3 separate regions of the Mus musculus genome follow, and regions 1 and 2 are each linked to region 3. A link is a contact called in public ChIA-PET and promoter capture Hi-C data. All regions are on one chromosome and are shown on one strand. Each heading gives the region's core, a stretch centred on a gene start, on an enhancer-like site or on the middle of the called end of the contact. The rest is flanking DNA. Distances are from core to core; before and after follow the strand shown.

What was found. Promoter capture Hi-C pulls out the DNA fragments that hold promoters and counts their contacts. ChIA-PET counts read pairs in DNA pulled down with a chosen protein or histone mark.
Region 1: a contact with region 3 is called in an RNA polymerase II ChIA-PET map of memory CD8 T cells, with 38 read pairs. The contact joins the promoter of Aldh16a1 here to the promoter of Sphk2 in region 3. A contact is called at or near these places in 7 of 39 promoter capture datasets (the C10 cell line, cranial neural crest, embryonic stem cells and 4 more), 4 of 484 Hi-C or Micro-C datasets (B cells, Th1 cells, liver and 1 more), 8 of 115 datasets of contacts at active chromatin or transcription factors (astrocytes, embryonic limb bud, embryonic stem cells and 5 more) and 2 of 9 other capture datasets (adipose tissue and macrophages).
Region 2: a contact with region 3 is called in a promoter capture Hi-C map of the SN4741 cell line, with 3 times the contacts expected there. The contact joins the promoter of Kash5 here to the promoter of Sphk2 in region 3. A contact is called at or near these places in 4 of 39 promoter capture datasets (the SN4741 cell line, cranial neural crest, embryonic stem cells and 1 more), 2 of 484 Hi-C or Micro-C datasets (B cells and cerebellum), 2 of 115 datasets of contacts at active chromatin or transcription factors (astrocytes and bone marrow-derived macrophages) and 2 of 9 other capture datasets (adipose tissue and embryonic stem cells).

Annotation. Positions count from the first base shown.
Region 1 is chr7:45,152,849-45,155,886 of GRCm38.p6, forward strand. Aldh16a1 (aldehyde dehydrogenase 16 family, member A1) reads right to left here and starts at 1,688. Exons shown (of 17, transcript NM_145954.2): 1 at 1,544-1,688. The coding sequence starts at 1,633. It overlaps Pih1d1 (PIH1 domain containing 1), which reads left to right and starts at 1,455. Exons shown (of 10, transcript NM_029406.4): 1 at 1,455-1,692.
Region 2 is chr7:45,203,187-45,206,296 of GRCm38.p6, forward strand. Kash5 (KASH domain containing 5) reads right to left here and starts at 1,706. Exons shown (of 20, transcript NM_201374.2): 1 at 1,406-1,706. The coding sequence starts at 1,517.
Region 3 is chr7:45,716,298-45,719,313 of GRCm38.p6, forward strand. It overlaps Sphk2 (sphingosine kinase 2), which reads right to left and starts at 1,705. Exons shown (of 7, transcript NM_203280.3): 1 at 1,404-1,705; 2 at 696-766. It overlaps Rpl18 (ribosomal protein L18), which reads left to right and starts at 1,774. Exons shown (of 6, transcript NM_009077.2): 1 at 1,774-1,842; 2 at 2,956-3,016. The coding sequence starts at 1,840.

The sequences.
Region 1 (3,038 bases), core at 438-2,937, 560 kb before region 3:
GATGAACCAGTCTGCCTCCATCTTAGGCTTGAAAGCCTCTTAAAGACAAACTAGCTTCTTTCCTGTTTCTGATTAAACCTGTTTCTCAAGATTGGGTTATGTCCCACCTGTAACCTTAAGTACAAATGGTTCTGCACTGCCTGTTCCAGAAAACTTCAACCATGTCTTGGTTTTAAAAAGATATATATTTTTAAAAGATTTATTTATTATTTATTATATGTAAGTACACTGTAGCTGTCTTCAGACACTCCAGAAGAGGGCATCATATCTCGTTATAGGATGGTTGTGAGCCACCATGTGGTTGCTGGGATTTGAACTCTGGACCTTTGGAAGAGCAGTCGGGTGCTCTTACCTACTGAGCCATCTCACCAGCCCTTAAAAAGATATTATAATTGTTTTGCAACCCTACCTTTGTTTCAAAAGGTTGTTATGGCTACCATTTTAGGAACACCTTGCAATAATGTCTTTACTACAGAAGGTTATTATAATGTGTATGTTCTGCTCCTGTAACCTCAACTATTTTGGTGGCCAAATCCCCCTATCCACAAACTATATATAAAAACCTTGTCTTTCTCACATCCAGGACTGACTTCTAGAACCAAAGCTTATTGGGGAGGCAGCTTGTGTCCTCAAAAAAAAGCTAGCTTAATTAATTACTTGCTTAAATTACTTTGGCCGTGATGATTTCGGGTCAGTGATCTTTCTCCTTGTATCTTTGGGATCAACACTCTAAACTTTATAGAGTGTTTTATGCTGTCCCTCCAAAGCTGGAGTCCTTTTGTAGTGTGGTGACTCCTCTTAAGAGTCTAAAGACTCTACAACCTCCTAATACCTGCTTGGATGCTGGAAGAATTTCTGGGACCCTGGGCATTCTGATTGGTCCTTGGTTTTAAAGAAAATCCCAGGAACCCTACCACATTCCGATGAGGCTGCAAGAGGGTTCTGGAGCCTTGGGCCAGGAGGCTCTAAAGGAATAATATAAATGAAGTACGAAAACAGGAAAATCTCCCAAAGAAATCCACTAAACTTGGGAGGGGGAGAGGGAGAATGAGAATAGGATGGGCTAGGAGGGTCAAGAGAACTCAGATGACGTTCGAAGGGGCAGGAGATCACAGAGCACCGTAAGGATATTGAAACAAGGGGAGCAGTCATAGCAAGTTTTGGACGAACTTGGGGTTCTAAACGAACTTGAGGTTCTAAACGTTCCCGCGAGCCTCCAAAGTGCCGGGGGCCACAAGGAACCACGATCTAGCAAGGTGAAGACTCAGGAGGACCGCGAGAGGTATGGGGATTTAGTGACCACCCGTTCCTGAAGGGTCCTGGGGAAACACTACGGCGGCGTTCGGGACCGTAAACGAAAACCGCGAGGACAACCATCGCCGCCCACCGCCAGCCGCCCAGCCCAGGCTTCCGCACTGTAGGGGAAATCACGCGCTCAGAGGGGCGGGGCTTCCGAGAAGGCCGCAGTGGATGACGGGAGCCCGCGCGCCCCAAGCGGCCGAGAGGACTCGGAGGCAGCAGCGGCCGCGGGGCAAGCCCTCACCAGTGCGCATGCGTGGCTCTCCGGCACCGGTCCGTACTCCAGCGTCGTGAAAATCTCCCGGGTACTGGGCTGTACACGCGTAGCCGCCATCGCTCTCCCGGAGCCTTCCGCGAGGGATTGCTGGACGGTCTACCTAGAGGAACTTGGAGGTCCGAAGGGCGGCACCGCCCACTCCAATCAAAGGGGCGGGGCCAACCGTAGGGCCCGGAAGCGAGCTATATAGGACGTGACCCGCCTACTTTAGAGCCGCGCGATGCGGCCTATGGGCGGATGCTGGGAAATGTAGTTTCGGGGAGAACAGACATGGTTGGGTGGGTGGGTGGGGTCCCGCACTGGCAGAAGGCCTTCGGCTATTGTCACTTTGACTCTTTAGAAAAAATAGATTTTCGTTGTTTTGTTTTATTTTGTTTTTCAGACAGAGTCTCACTGTGAGCTCTGGAGGCCCTGGATCTAACTATGTAGACCCGGCTGGCTTCAACTCACAGACCCACCTATCTCCGCCTCCCGAGTGCTGGTATTAGAGGCGTGTGCCAGCACACTTGGCTAAAAAAATATTTATCTTTCTTTGTATGTACTCTGTGTAGCCCTGGCTCTCCTGGAACTCACTTTGTAGACCAGGCTGGCCTCGAACTCAGAAATCCGCCTGCCTCTGCTTCCGGAGTGCTGGGATTAAAGGCGTGCGCCACCACGCCCAGCCCTGAGGTATGTCTTTGCACTATGTGTCTGCAGTGCCTGTGGAGCCCAGAAGAGGGCGATGCAGCCGCTGGGCTGGAGAGAGCCTCATGACAGTTGTGGCTGTTTGGAGCTTAACCCCAGACATCTCCAAAAATAACATGTGTTCTTAATTGCTGAGCCTTCTCTCCACCCCAAATGCTTTTCTTTCTTTAAAAGAAGCAAACAAAGATTATTGTTATGTGCATGAGTATTTTGCCTGCTTGTCTGTGCATCATGTACATGCAGTTCCCCAGGAGGCCAGAAGAGGAGGCGACAGATCCCCCTAGAACTGGAGTTACAGGGCTTTGTTAGTCGCAATCTGGGTGTTGGGAATCGAACTCTCCTCTTCTGGAAGAGCAGTCAGCACTCTGCCGTTTAACTATCTCTCCAGCCTCCTCTGCCTCTATAACTTCTTTATAAGCAAAAACATTAATTATGTTCAAAAAAGGGCGATTAATAGCATTGAGACTGGGTGTGTGTTGAGTGGGATCAGACCCAGAGCCTAACTCATGATAGACAAGAGCAGGAGATACTAAAGTTCTCAGAGTGGCAATCCTTTCTGTACTGTAACCTCTGAGGTTTGGGAAGGGCAGATATGTAGGTTTTATTGATTCAGGAAGTGTGTCATTTCGCAGGCCTCCTCAGTCCTTACTTTTGATTGGTTGGCTAGGAGGGCGTGGCTTCAGCTCTTTCATACAAGTGGTCCCTGTAGGTGCCTGCTTTGGATGAAGGGCGCTGAGGTGGGCTTAACGGTGGCTACTTCAGTTCCTTAGTTATACAG
Region 2 (3,110 bases), core at 456-2,955, 510 kb before region 3:
GACTCTTTCAAGGGGAAACTCGGACAAAATCTTGAGGAACAAGGGATATCAGGTGGCCAGTGAGTGTCTTGTGGGTTTTAAACATGGAGGAAGTCTGGAGGGGATCCCTGGACTAGAATTCAAGGGCTGCATTTCTGGGGTGTCACTAGATTTCAGAGTCCCCGGCGGAACTTGTAGGGCAACTACAGATTTCTAAAGTATCAGATAGGACTTGAACACCAAATCTCCACCAAGATTTCAGAGGAAAAGTCTCTGACAGGTTTTTGAGGGAGACTCTGATGGGATATCTAGAAGATCCTAGCGGCTGGCGTGGTGGGCTACACCTGTGATACCAGCACTCAGGAGGCTGAGGCAGCAGGATCCAAGGTTTTGAGTAGAGTCTGGGCAATTTACTGAAGCCCTAGAGAGTCCCTGGAGGGTAGCTTAGTCGTTAAGAGGACTAACAGTTTACTCTTCCAGATAGATATGGGTTGGAATCCCACTACACACATGTGAACTCCTCCTCATCTGCAATTTTAGTTCAGAGGGATACAAAACCACCTGGTCTCCACAGGCACATACCTGACACACATACAAACATGCCGGCAAAATACTCAAAAACAAACAAACAAACAAAAAACCCCAACAACAACAAAAACCAAAAACACCCAAACAAAAGCCAGGCAGTGGTGGTGCACACCTTTAATCCCAGCACGTGGGAACCAGAAGCACACAGGCCAGCCTGGTCTACAGAGAGAGTTCCAGGACAGTCAATGCTACACAAAGAAACCCTGTCTCAAAACAAAAACACCTACCCTACCCACAAAAACAAAATAGATTAAGTGTTAGGTTTCAAAAGTTCTAGAAGATTGCAGTTGGGCACATCTGGGAGAGCTGTAATCCTAAAACTGGGGAATGAGGATCATGAGGTCGTGGCCAGCCTGGGCAGCACTTGGAGGGTCTGTCTCAAACAAAAATAGAAAACAAGCAACAAAAAGCAACCGGAAGTTTCAAGAGTCTGACAGGATTGCCGAAGTTGCCACTAGAATTTTCCTGAGGAAGCCGGTCACGGTGGCGCACGCCTTTAATCCCAGCGCTCGGGAGGCAGAGGCAGGAGGATTTCGGAGTTCGAGGCCAGCCTGGTCTACAGAGTGAGTTCCAGGTCAGCCAGGGCTACACAGAGAAACCTTGTCTCAAAACTTGGGGCGTTTTTGAAGGAGCTGGCAGGTGATGTTACCGGGGAACCTGCCATGAAAGTCGCCACAGGCAGGGCGTACCTGGAGTCGGGACTCAGTTGAGGGACACCAGCGACGAACGGCGGTTGCGAATGTCACGGAAGAGGCGTGTTCACACGCGCCTTTTCCCGCCAGAAATGCAAATGAGCCGGCCTCCTGCAAGTCCCGCCCTCTCAGGCTCTTGTACTCACGCAAGCGCACTCCGAGTGGATGGCGCCCGGGTCTCTCCTTACGAAGACCCTTGAGCTGGCGCATGCGTAGAGCTTCTCGGGAGGATAGGCTGGACCTGAGGATCGAGTGCATGCGCACTAGTGGGGCTAGCGGTGATGGCGCGATATTATCGGCAGCTTTCTTCTGCGGTACAAAAATCCTTTCCTTCTGCTTGACAAAATAGGGCCAAGCAGGAGAGAGTTCAACCGAAGGACTCCCTGTTCATCCTTTTCTTCTTGTCAGTCTTTGAACCAAGTTCTTTCTTTTGGGTCTGGCTCGCCCGCCACTGTCACAATGATGCGCAGTCTGGTCCAGCCTCACTTCCGCTCCATTCCCTCCCCCCCCCCCGCCCCCCGCATTAATAGGTACCCAAGCTGTTTTCCCAAACTATTATAGTTTCTACTTACTGCTTAGCTATGTAGCCCAGGATGGCTTCGGACTTGAAGCAATCACCCTGCCTCAGTCCATGCCTGTGGACTATTCGAACTTTTTTATTATTAAGGGTCCAACAGCCGGGCGTGGTGGTGCACGCCTTTAATCCCAGCACTTGGGAGGCAGAGGCAGGCAGATTTCTGAGTTCGAGGCCAGCCTGGTCTACAAAGTGAGTGCCAGGTCAGCCAGGGCTACACAGAGAAACCCTGTCTCGAAAAAGCCAAAAAAAAAAAAAAAAAAAAACCAAACCAAAAAAGAGTAAAGACACTTGCCACCCATCCCGGTGATCGATCTGAGAAGAATCCCCAGGACCCACATGGTGCAAGGAGGGCCCCTGAATTCCACATGCAGACCCTATCATGTTCACTTTCCTACCCCTTGCTGTTTAAAAACACATGCATGTAATGATAAGGACTGGGCATGTAGCTCAGGGGTACGGTGTTTGACTGAGGGTGCCCTCATTCAATCCCTAGGGCCTAGTGAATTGGGCAGGGTAGTGTACCAGTACTCGGGAGGTAGAGGCAAAAAGTGCAAGGTCTTTCTCACCTTACTGACCATCAGACCCTGTGTGTGCTGTTTAGTTTTTTGTTGCCTTGACAAAAGCCAGAGTCATCTGAAAACCTCAACTGAAAAGTTACCCTGTCAGTAGGCAAGCCTGTGGGGATATTTTCTTGGTTAATGAGTGATGTGGATGGCAGCCCACTGTGGGCAAGACCACCCCTGGGAAGGTGCTTCTGGGTTGTATGAAAAAAAACAAAACAAAACCCTGAGCAAGCTTCAGTTCCTCCTTCGAGCCCCTACCCTGCCTCTTCTCTGTGATGGACTGTGATCTATCACAAGATGAAATAGACTCCCCAAGTTGTTTTTGATCATGGTGCTCACCCCAAGTTGTTTTTGATCGTGGTGCTCACGCACCGCAGCAGTAGAAAGCAAACTAGGACGCCTGGTCTAGATGAAAGGTCTGCCGGGTGTTTTCAGGACAACTTGTGGTGCATTCTGGACCCTGTTAGCTTTGTCCCTATTATCAACATCCATTCCTGGGGCTGGAAACATAGACCACTGTTTAAGAGCAATGGATGTTTTTCCAGAACACCTGAGATGGATTCCCAGCATCCACATTGCAGGCCACTCAGGACACAGAAGCAGGGAGTTTGACTGGGCTTATCCCATACTGCCTCTGGGGTGGATGCTGGGCTGTAAGGAAGTGACATTGCTCCCAGGGTGGGAAAGCCAGAGCTCCTTCTGGGGTCCCAG
Region 3 (3,016 bases), core at 455-2,954:
CGCCCTGCGGAGCCCTCAGAAGCCCAGCTGAGAGAAAAGGACTGCTCACCCTGCCCCCAGGGGAAGTCTGGGGCCAGCGGCAGAAGGGCCCTGACAGACATTATCACCCCTGGTATGACAACCACAGACTTCAGACCAGTGCTTCTCAACATTCACGATGCTGGGACCCTTTAATATAGTTCCTTATGTTGTGGTGATCCCCAAACATTTCATTGCTATAACTGTAATTTTGCTACTGTTACAAACTGTAAATATGTGGTATACAGGATAGCTGATATACGACCCTGTGAAAGGGCCCAGACCCACAGGTTGAGAACCTATTCTGTAGCTAGAGCCTTACCTGGTTCCATTGCCCCTTGGATTTAGGTGTCCAGTGGGCACCCAGGCCTCTGCTGTCACAGCAGGGCTTGAGCCCCAAACTGGAGGCCATGTATGTATAGGCGGTTTTCGTAAAGAGTCTTGCTAACTCCCTGTGCAGGGCCAGGTTGGGGTTCTGAAGAGGAGGGCACATTGCAGGCTCAGTATCCCAGAGCCTGCTTCTCTCATCCAGCTGGCCTGTCTTGTACTACCCAAGTTCAGGTACTCCATACCAAAAGAGTGAAGACACTTTCAGGGAAGACACCCTAAAAGGGAGTCTTTTTCATCACTCTCTTTTTCCAAACAAGGAAAAAAAAGCAAAACAGAAAATCACTTACCCAAGATCACAACTTTAAATGGCAGAGCCAGGCCAAGTGTTGAAAGACGGTGATCCCAGCTACTTCGGAGGCTGAAGCAGGAAGAGTGAGTCAAAGCCAGCTGGGGCAACTTTGTGAAACCTTGACTTAAGGGGCGGGGGGGGGGGTGAGTGGGGGACAGAGCTGGCACTAGAACTAGCTTACTAAATGGTGAGGTGCCAACTGTTCAGTTTTGTATCTTTGTCTCTCCTTCTGCCCGGGGTTCCCTCACCATTTTTCCTTCTCACCCTCGGGCCTCCACACCTCCAACCACCGTCATGGTCTCTATTTCAGTCTCTCTGGAGCTTGTTATCTACCCGCTTTCCAAACCGGGAGTTCTGCGTGCCTTCTCTGCACATCAATATGTACATCGAAAATGTTGGGCCAGTTCAACCAGTCTGGTTTAGGAAGGGGGAAAAAAAAAAGGGCTGTCCCTAAGGACGAAAACAAAGGAGAGATCCGAGAAGAGGTCATCTTTAAGGGCAGGGGGAAAAGCTCAACACAAAATATTAAATAATAATAATAATAAGGTATTATGGGTTGAATAGCAGCAAGAAAGTCTCGGGTGAGAGATCTAGTAGGATTTCCTGAACTTCAGTTCTGTTTAGTAAGTTGAGCATAAGGAAAAGGCAGCCGAGAATTTAAGGAAGTGTGAGATGAGCTTTTTCTTCAGGGCGGGATAAGCCTCACCTCCGACACACAGCCCACCGGGTCCTCCGCGAGCCACCGAGAAGCGGTCGGCGTGCGGCCAGAGAGTCACCACGCGACTCGTCCAGCAAGCTCCGATCATGTCTCTGATTCTCCGGTCCCTTTACCCCTGGAGAGTGTTAGAGCAGGGACGGGGAAAGGCCAGAGAGGCTCCGGGTCCCAGCCCTTTCCTCAGGCTGACTTCTCTTTGGTTCTGGAAGCCTCGGTTTACTCGGTCCTCCCACATACCATCGAGAAACCCAAATTGTGGTAGAGCTCCGCGTCGCGCTCATGTGACGTCACCCGTGCACCACAGAGACGCCAGTTCCGGATAGAGTGTCCCGCATTGCGTCACGAGTGCGTCTCGCAGGCCGCTCTTTCCCCGCCCACTCCGGCGCGGTTCCGTCTTTCCGGACCTGGCCGAGCAGGAGGCGCCATCATGGTAAGCTCGCTGAGCGGTCTCCCCGAGTGGCCCATCCGCTGCCATCCTCAGCAAGTCCCGCTCGTAGCGCGACGGAGGGGTGCAGGCGGTGCCAAGGGGAACTGCGGGACAGGCTAGGGCCTTCGATCAGAACTTGCCGGAGCCGGTGGCCGGTCCCGGGAGCCTCCCGAGGCTCGTCGTCTTCCTTACAAAGTTTGGCTCCATGAGCCAGGCTGATTGCAGCTCCCAGTGAGTCCAGTCCGGCCTCGAGCCCACGGCCGCTCCCTCGCACCAATCTTTCGAGTGCTGCGTTTCCAAGCGGGACCGCTGCTCCCAGTGTCCCTGTTTCTTAACTTGCCATTGGGAAGTTGAGTGCTACGATGAGCGGAGCCACTACACGTTGCCGGGTTTGGGGACAAGCGTACGTCAGTCCTTCCCGGAACACTGCTCCTAGTGTGTTTGGTGTGTAGTAATCCTGTCCCTGCCTTGTATGTTGGGAAGACGTTTATGAAGAGCCTTGAAGGTGCAATGAAACCGCTGTTAGTATCAGTAACTACTTCAGGATGCTAACAGCTTGGAAAACGAGTGGGGGATAAAATTAACCCGAGCACTTGGTCTTTCTAGGGTTGATTTGAAGGACGTAGTGTAAGGCTTTGTCACAAACACGTCTCCACGTCTAGAATGTACTGTTGGCTTCTTTTTGACTGTTTTTCAGATTGGGAGCTAGTTTTGAGAACATAAATAAAAGCTAACATCTTTACAGGGATCTGAACTCTCATCCATACTGGGCCCAGAACCAGGGCCTTCACATGCTAAGCAAGAGCTGAGCTCTAAGGGACTCTGAGCCAGCAGCCGCTTGTCTTGTGCAGCTCAGTTTTTACACCGAGACAGTGTTTCAATGAGTTTCTGGACTCTGGGAGGAATGGTCCCAAGCCGAGACAAAAACATCACTTGTGTGTGTTAAGTGAACTTGTCAGGGGTGGGACATGTCTTCTTCCTCTAGTTTGAATCCTTTGAGGTTTGAATTGTCGACTAAGTAGCCTAAAAGTTACAGGTACGAACAGGTATAGATATCATCAAAGATATAGGGCAGTGGTTCTGACAATTGGCTCTATGGTGGTTCACCTCCCTCAGGGTGTTGACATTCGCCACAACAAGGACCGAAAGGTTCGGCGCAAGGAGCCCAAGAGCCAGG